2 separate regions of the Mus musculus genome follow, and region 2 is linked to region 1. A link is a contact called in public HiCAR-type data. All regions are on one chromosome and are shown on one strand. Each heading gives the region's core, a stretch centred on a gene start, on an enhancer-like site or on the middle of the called end of the contact. The rest is flanking DNA. Distances are from core to core; before and after follow the strand shown. Region 1 has its middle 130 kb from the start of Gm41271. Region 2 has its middle 40 kb from the start of Gm34759.

Region 1 (2,965 bases), core at 157-2,656:
AGTCTATTTAATTTTATGAAAGATTCTCCATAGAAGAGTAAGCAGAATATTTCTACCTTTATTCAATACAATTACATTAATGTCCTAAATTTTATACTTGTGTTTATATTATGTGTGTGTGTGTTGTAGATAATAAAATAGTTAATAGTTGTCTGCTGCTTGTATGGTGAGCATTGAAATGTTAGCGTTACCAAACTTAAAAAGTCATTTTCATGAGAGTAAGTAAAAAAAAGTTTGGTGTTGAAAATCAAATATAAGTCAAAATATCTTTTGCGTGAATTTAATGCATGTTTAATGATTTATATTAACACACCCAATAGTCAAGAAAGCACTTAAACAAATAATGTGAAATAAAAATTCGAATTTAGTGACAAGAATCTGAGACTTTTCACATGGGATAAATAAGTTCATACATGAACATTTTAATATGTTTAGAAAACTCAAAATGACCCAATGAATAGGGTGTATGTTCAAGAACTAGTGCAGTAATTAAAACTCAATTGGCAATTTCATAAAATTAACCATAAAGAAGTGGGAATTATGCTTATAACTGAGGGAGAGAAATTGGTAGTCTCAGTTAGGAAAAAAAAGAAATTAAGTTATGCTTAGGAAAACTTTTACCTCTCTCTCTCTCAATATTTGTATAAAGAAAGCTTATTGAATAGCATCTGTTTTTTCTTCTATTATTCTACAAGTGATTTTTTGTGTGTGTGTGAATAACATGTAGCGGCAAATGTCAATTTGTGCTCAATTTGCCCCATATGAAAGTAAACTTTCATATATGGTAATTTCCAGAAGAGACAGATGGGTGCACACTGAGATACAAACCAGAGGTATGAATAAGTTTATATAATAGCAAAAGGTAGGGAGAGATTTATTCAATTTGGGATATAGATATGGAAAGAAGAGTCAAGAAAAATGTGCCAAGTAGATACCACTTAAGTTCTATCTTGCCTTTCAAGGTATTTAAAATGAGAGAGAAGGAAATATATGTCAAGTAAAATTGAAGAGAGTAGAATAAAAATATAGATCTAAATATATAATTATATCCCGAGAAAGTCAAGTGAAATCCAGGGTGCATTTATGGCAATGTTGTATTAGAAAAGATAGCAGATCTCTCCTGGGAATATTCAATTCACAAATGATCTGCCCTGCACCAGCTAGAAAATGAGAAATGAGCCAAAACTAAACTAGAATGGATGGTACCTCCAGCTGCACCGAGCACATCAAACAGAATCAAGACAACTTGGTAGAGAAAAACATGATAGAGGTCCTGAAGAGGCCATAGAGAGGACAAAACATGAACAAGAGACAGAAAAATGGACCTTGGAGTTCATGGAAGGTAATACAAGCATTCTCTTGGCTACTCACCCTACTAAAAATAGAAGTATCATCAGGGACATTTGGCAGGATACCAATGACCCTGAGCTCAGAGTTGAGGGAAGAATTCTCTAGTTAGTCATGTTTAGACTCAAGGGTGAATGACTTGATTCTGATGAGAGATTATATGATTTAGTGGCTAAGAGTTTAGACTCTGGAATTTGGCTGCCTTGTTCACCGACCACATCTGCGACAAGCTAGTTAATCTCTATCTATGTTGGTTTCCTCATTTCTAAAACAAGAGGGAACAATAGTGTCTTCCTCACAGAATTGTTATATGGATTAGAGTTATATATGTCAAGTGCTTAGAAGAGTCAGGATGGAGGCAAAGGTGCAAAAACATAGGGGAACCATTTTTAGATACAGTGTAAGTATTGGAAGGTTTGAGCAGAGAGCCATGAGGAAATCCACAGGTTAACAAAAACAGAAATCCTTTATTGTTCTGTAGGAGAAGACAAAGGAAGTCATTTATTACCGTCTAGTAGCTGTGGTTTTCTATAGAAGGTCGTGAAAAAGACTTAGTCACCTCCAAAGATCCAACTTAGGTCTTATAACATTTAAGAGGTGGGCCTTTGCGAAGGCTAAGTAGGTAGCATGGACTCTGCTTTCATGAACAGATAAACTTTATTTCTCCACAGTGGGTCAGGTCTAGTGGAGGTGGGGGTGGTAGATTTGTTCCATGAGAATCAGGTTATTATAAATAGAATCAGACAGACATAGTGATGCATGCCCCTACTCACAGGGCTCTGGGAGGCCAAGGCAGGAAGTTTGTCACAAATCCAAGGCTCACCTGGGTGACAGAGAGTAAATCTGTCTCAAAACAAACAATAACAGTAAAAACCCAAATCCAAACCAAAATAAAAATAAAAATAGTGAGTCTGGCTCCTCTCTGTCTCAACCCTTACTCACACAGAAGTCAATTTTGCACGTGACTGATTACACCTCTCCGCCATGTTGGAGTGCAGCCAGAAGGCCCTCACTAGAGGCCAGATAGCTGGGGCTGCCTGACTTTATACTTCTTTCTCTTTTATCCCTCCTTGTTTTTTTTCTGAGAATGTCATGCTCCTACATTAGTGTATTTTGGTCAGATTCTCACCCTACCTTTCTCATCCAATTCCTCTTCTATTCCAACCATCCTTTCCCCTCCTCCTTTCATGAGCTCTGTTTTTTAAACATACTGAGTCCATTTAGGGTTGCCTACACAGATGTAGAACCGACTATTGGAGTATGGTAGTCTCTCAGGAGCGGCATCCCCGAAGACAACTGACTCCTCTGGCCCTAGCAGCCATCACTTGCCAATAGGGTACCAGCTAGGGGTGGGAGAATGTAATTCCAAACCAAATCTCTAAAACAATAAGCTAAATATATTTTCTTTGTAAATCCCCACATTCAGATATTTTACTATACCAAAACAAAAATAAACTAAATAATTTTTCTCTTTTCCTTCCCTTGTTATTACTTCTCCATTTCTTTCTTCAGCCAAGTCATTGACTCAGGCTACACTTTGTAGGATCCCAAACTGTCAGAGCAGAGTTACATGGTGTCAAAAATGTTATCTTGCTCTAAGTCAGGGTTTCTCAACAGC
Region 2 (2,965 bases), core at 226-2,725, 470 kb before region 1:
AGTGACTAAGACACTTCCCGTAATGCATTTTAATCATGTGTACATCCACTTATGTACAGCCATAAAATGGTAGAGAGGGGAATATCCCTAAAAGTTCACTTTGAAGAACATAGTCTGCCTTATTATGTTTGTACCAACACTAGTCTAGGCCAGATCAACCCATTTTTGTAGTTCCTGGATCGTTATCAAGTAGTTATTAAAGTGAGTGATTAACTCCTACTGTTTAAAGCAACTGAACTAGAGACTCAACTCACACAAGGGGGGCTTTGGTTACTAACAGGTTGCTTAGCTGCATTGTTCAAGAGGGGTGTATGCATGGGCCATGCCAAGTGGAATCCTAAATTGCTAAGCCATTCCTTATGTGTGCCTGTCTCAGAGATAGGGAAGGCCTTCTGAAATAAGTTAGCCAGGGTTAGAAGTCTGGTAACTCTCCTATAGGCTAATCAGCTGTAGTCTTTGGAGTTATCTTTTCTATTGACTGGGAGTCATTGGCATACGTAACAGAATGCTAACTTCACAGAATCTGGTCTTTAATAATAATAATAATAATAATAATAATAATAATTAATAAGTTAACTAGAAGTTAATTCTCCAGAATGAGTGGGCTTGCCACACAACGCTCAGGCATGACATGGAAAGGACATGCAATTATCTTTTTGCCATAATAATAAGCTTTGGACACTAAGCAACACGAGCAAGCAGACCAACTGGAGGCTGGTTTGCACAGCTCTGTTACCCAGGAGCAGTGCACTAGATGCCTGCTTCACTACATCATTCCCTCATTCCCTCAGACCGTCATCATTCGTCCCAGCATCCGGTCTTCAAGAGCCAGCCAGTGTCTTGCCTTCCCTGAAGTCTGGCCAGAGTTTTCCTTGCTCCTTATCAGGAAAACTGATATGTACAGCCCATATTATCAGGATGATCAGCTGAGTGGCCACAAACCTATCACCTTAGCCCCTCCAGATGCAGAGGCAGGAGAAAGAGCTTGAGGTTAGCCTGGGCTACATAAGATTTTATATATATGTATGTATGTATGTATGTATGTATGTATGTATATATATACTCAAGAGGTTCTGGCAAGAATAGGTGTTCAAGGTCATCTTTGGCTACCTAGTGAGTTCAAAGCCAGCCCGAAACACATTAGGCCTTGCCCAAAACAACGAAACAAACAAACAAACAAACAGTCCAAAAACAGCCACAAAGAATTGTAATCGAGGCCCAAGATCCCCCCTATCACCCCACCACACCTGATATTAGGGTATCTGTACCAAGCACCCTGCTGTCTTTGTCAACTGAGTTTCTTGGCCACCCTTTTGGTTTTGTAGCTGTAAAACCCCAACTAGGGATTTCCAGAAATAAGTGAGGGTGGGAAGGAGAATTTGAAGGTGGGAGCCCAGCTTCTGCAGCCAGCATGTGAACACCAGAGGCCTGGCAAAACAAGCAGAAACGGAAAGATGACCTCATTTGTATTCTGGCCAGCGAGCTCAGCTGCATGCTGGCTAGACAGGTAACAGAGCCATCTTCTCCTGCCCTCGCTCCCCTAAGACACTCCTCTGGAAATCAGGTCTGCAGGCCAGCTTCCCACGACGGCCATTCTCTAAATTTAGATCTTGCGTTCTTGGGGTAGAGAGTTAACTCTGAGGCCAAAGCACTAATCAGGGACTTTGAGAAGAAAGCATTTTCAAAGCAAATAATGACCTGAGCAGAGCAGAGCATCTCCCTTGAGCGCATCAGTGTGTGTGTGTATGTGTGTGTGTGTGTGTGTGTGTGTGTGTGTGTTGGGGGGGGGGGGAATCTCTTGACAAGTGGCATCTTGCCAGGGAATTAACTCAAAACAAATCCCTTACAGCCCTGAGGTCCTAGAGGGGAGTTTCAGAAAGAGTCATCCTGGGAGGGCTGCGCAAGAGTTTACAGGAATTGCCTCAATTGCATTCGGATGGCAGCGCTCAGCTGAGCCTCTGAGGCTGGGAAGAGGCACGCGTGATCAGAGTGTGACTACGTCAGGGAGAGACTATGGAGACAGACTGCCGTCTTTTCCACGGTGCAGATGAGGCGCCCAAGGCACAGAAAGATTAAAGCCTCTGCCAAAGGCATGCAGTGGAGAACTGGGAGTAGAAATCTAGGTCGCTGGTCTCCTAGTGCAGGTGTTTCCAACCCTTGTACCTTATAGATGGGCGAGGCAGGGGGTGTGGCGTCCACATGTACTTGCTCATTGGGTGATGGAGCACAATATCTGGTGCCGGGCTGAAGCATCAGTCAGCAAACAGCAGGATGAGAGAAATGTGGTCCCCGTGCAGGGGGGCAGCATATGACAGTGTGACAAAATGCTTCAGCACAGGAATTATTAACACCCTGCACACCAATTATTAACAACAACAACGGAAACATAAATCTTCGACATGGCAGGAGACCAGGCGAAGGTGCGGCATGAATTCAGCTCCATCCAGCAGGACTCATTGGACGGATGTGCTTGGCTGCCGGTGCTGCCCTGATTTTAACTTTTAAAAGCAGCGCCATGGCAACCAGCATTCACTCTGGGCCTAGATAGCATTGGTAATTGCGGGTGCTGTTCAAGATGGCTTCTCGTCCGCTGAGAAGCAATGCAGATGAGAGAGAGGCTCTGAAGCCTACCACACAGAGAACTCAGCCACAGCAGGCTCCATCTTCTTCACCAAGGGTTGGGGCTTTCAGTTTTAACTCATGAGAGAAATAAACCCATCAGCCTTGGAATTTCCCCCAGAGTTACCAAGTAAATTGTAAAGAATGGTTTTGTTTCCCCTTAGAGCAGTGTGCTGTTTCAATGTCCCCTGAGCACTAATGTTCCAACAACAGGCTCAGAAGTCAGCAGAAGGAGAACTCCCTCTGTCCCTCCCTCCCTCCCCTCTACCACCCTCCCCCCTCCTCCTTCCCTCCCTCCTCCCTCTGTCCCTCCCTCCTCCTTTTCCTTTCTCTCTTTTCGTTATTT

The links. HiCAR-type assays count read pairs that join an accessible place to other places.
Region 2: a contact with region 1 is called in a HiCAR-type map of fibro-adipogenic progenitors, with 5 times the contacts expected there. The contact joins two enhancer-like sites. A contact is called at or near these places in 1 of 484 Hi-C or Micro-C datasets (liver), 2 of 115 datasets of contacts at active chromatin or transcription factors (embryonic stem cells and fibro-adipogenic progenitors) and 1 of 9 other capture datasets (embryonic stem cells).

Annotation. Positions count from the first base shown.
Region 1 is chr15:11,573,027-11,575,991 of GRCm38.p6, reverse strand. No RefSeq gene overlaps it. Among named protein-coding and RNA genes, the nearest start is that of Gm41271, 130 kb to the left of the region's middle. Within about 2 kb of position 1,406, at least 22 of the 459 cell types and tissues checked have an H3K27ac peak or open chromatin away from gene starts, as enhancers often do. A contact at or near this core is called in fibro-adipogenic progenitors, where this site is marked.
Region 2 is chr15:12,039,056-12,042,020 of GRCm38.p6, reverse strand. No RefSeq gene overlaps it. Among named protein-coding and RNA genes, the nearest start is that of Gm34759, 40 kb to the left of the region's middle. Within about 2 kb of position 1,475, at least 51 of the 459 cell types and tissues checked have an H3K27ac peak or open chromatin away from gene starts, as enhancers often do. A contact at or near this core is called in fibro-adipogenic progenitors, where this site is marked.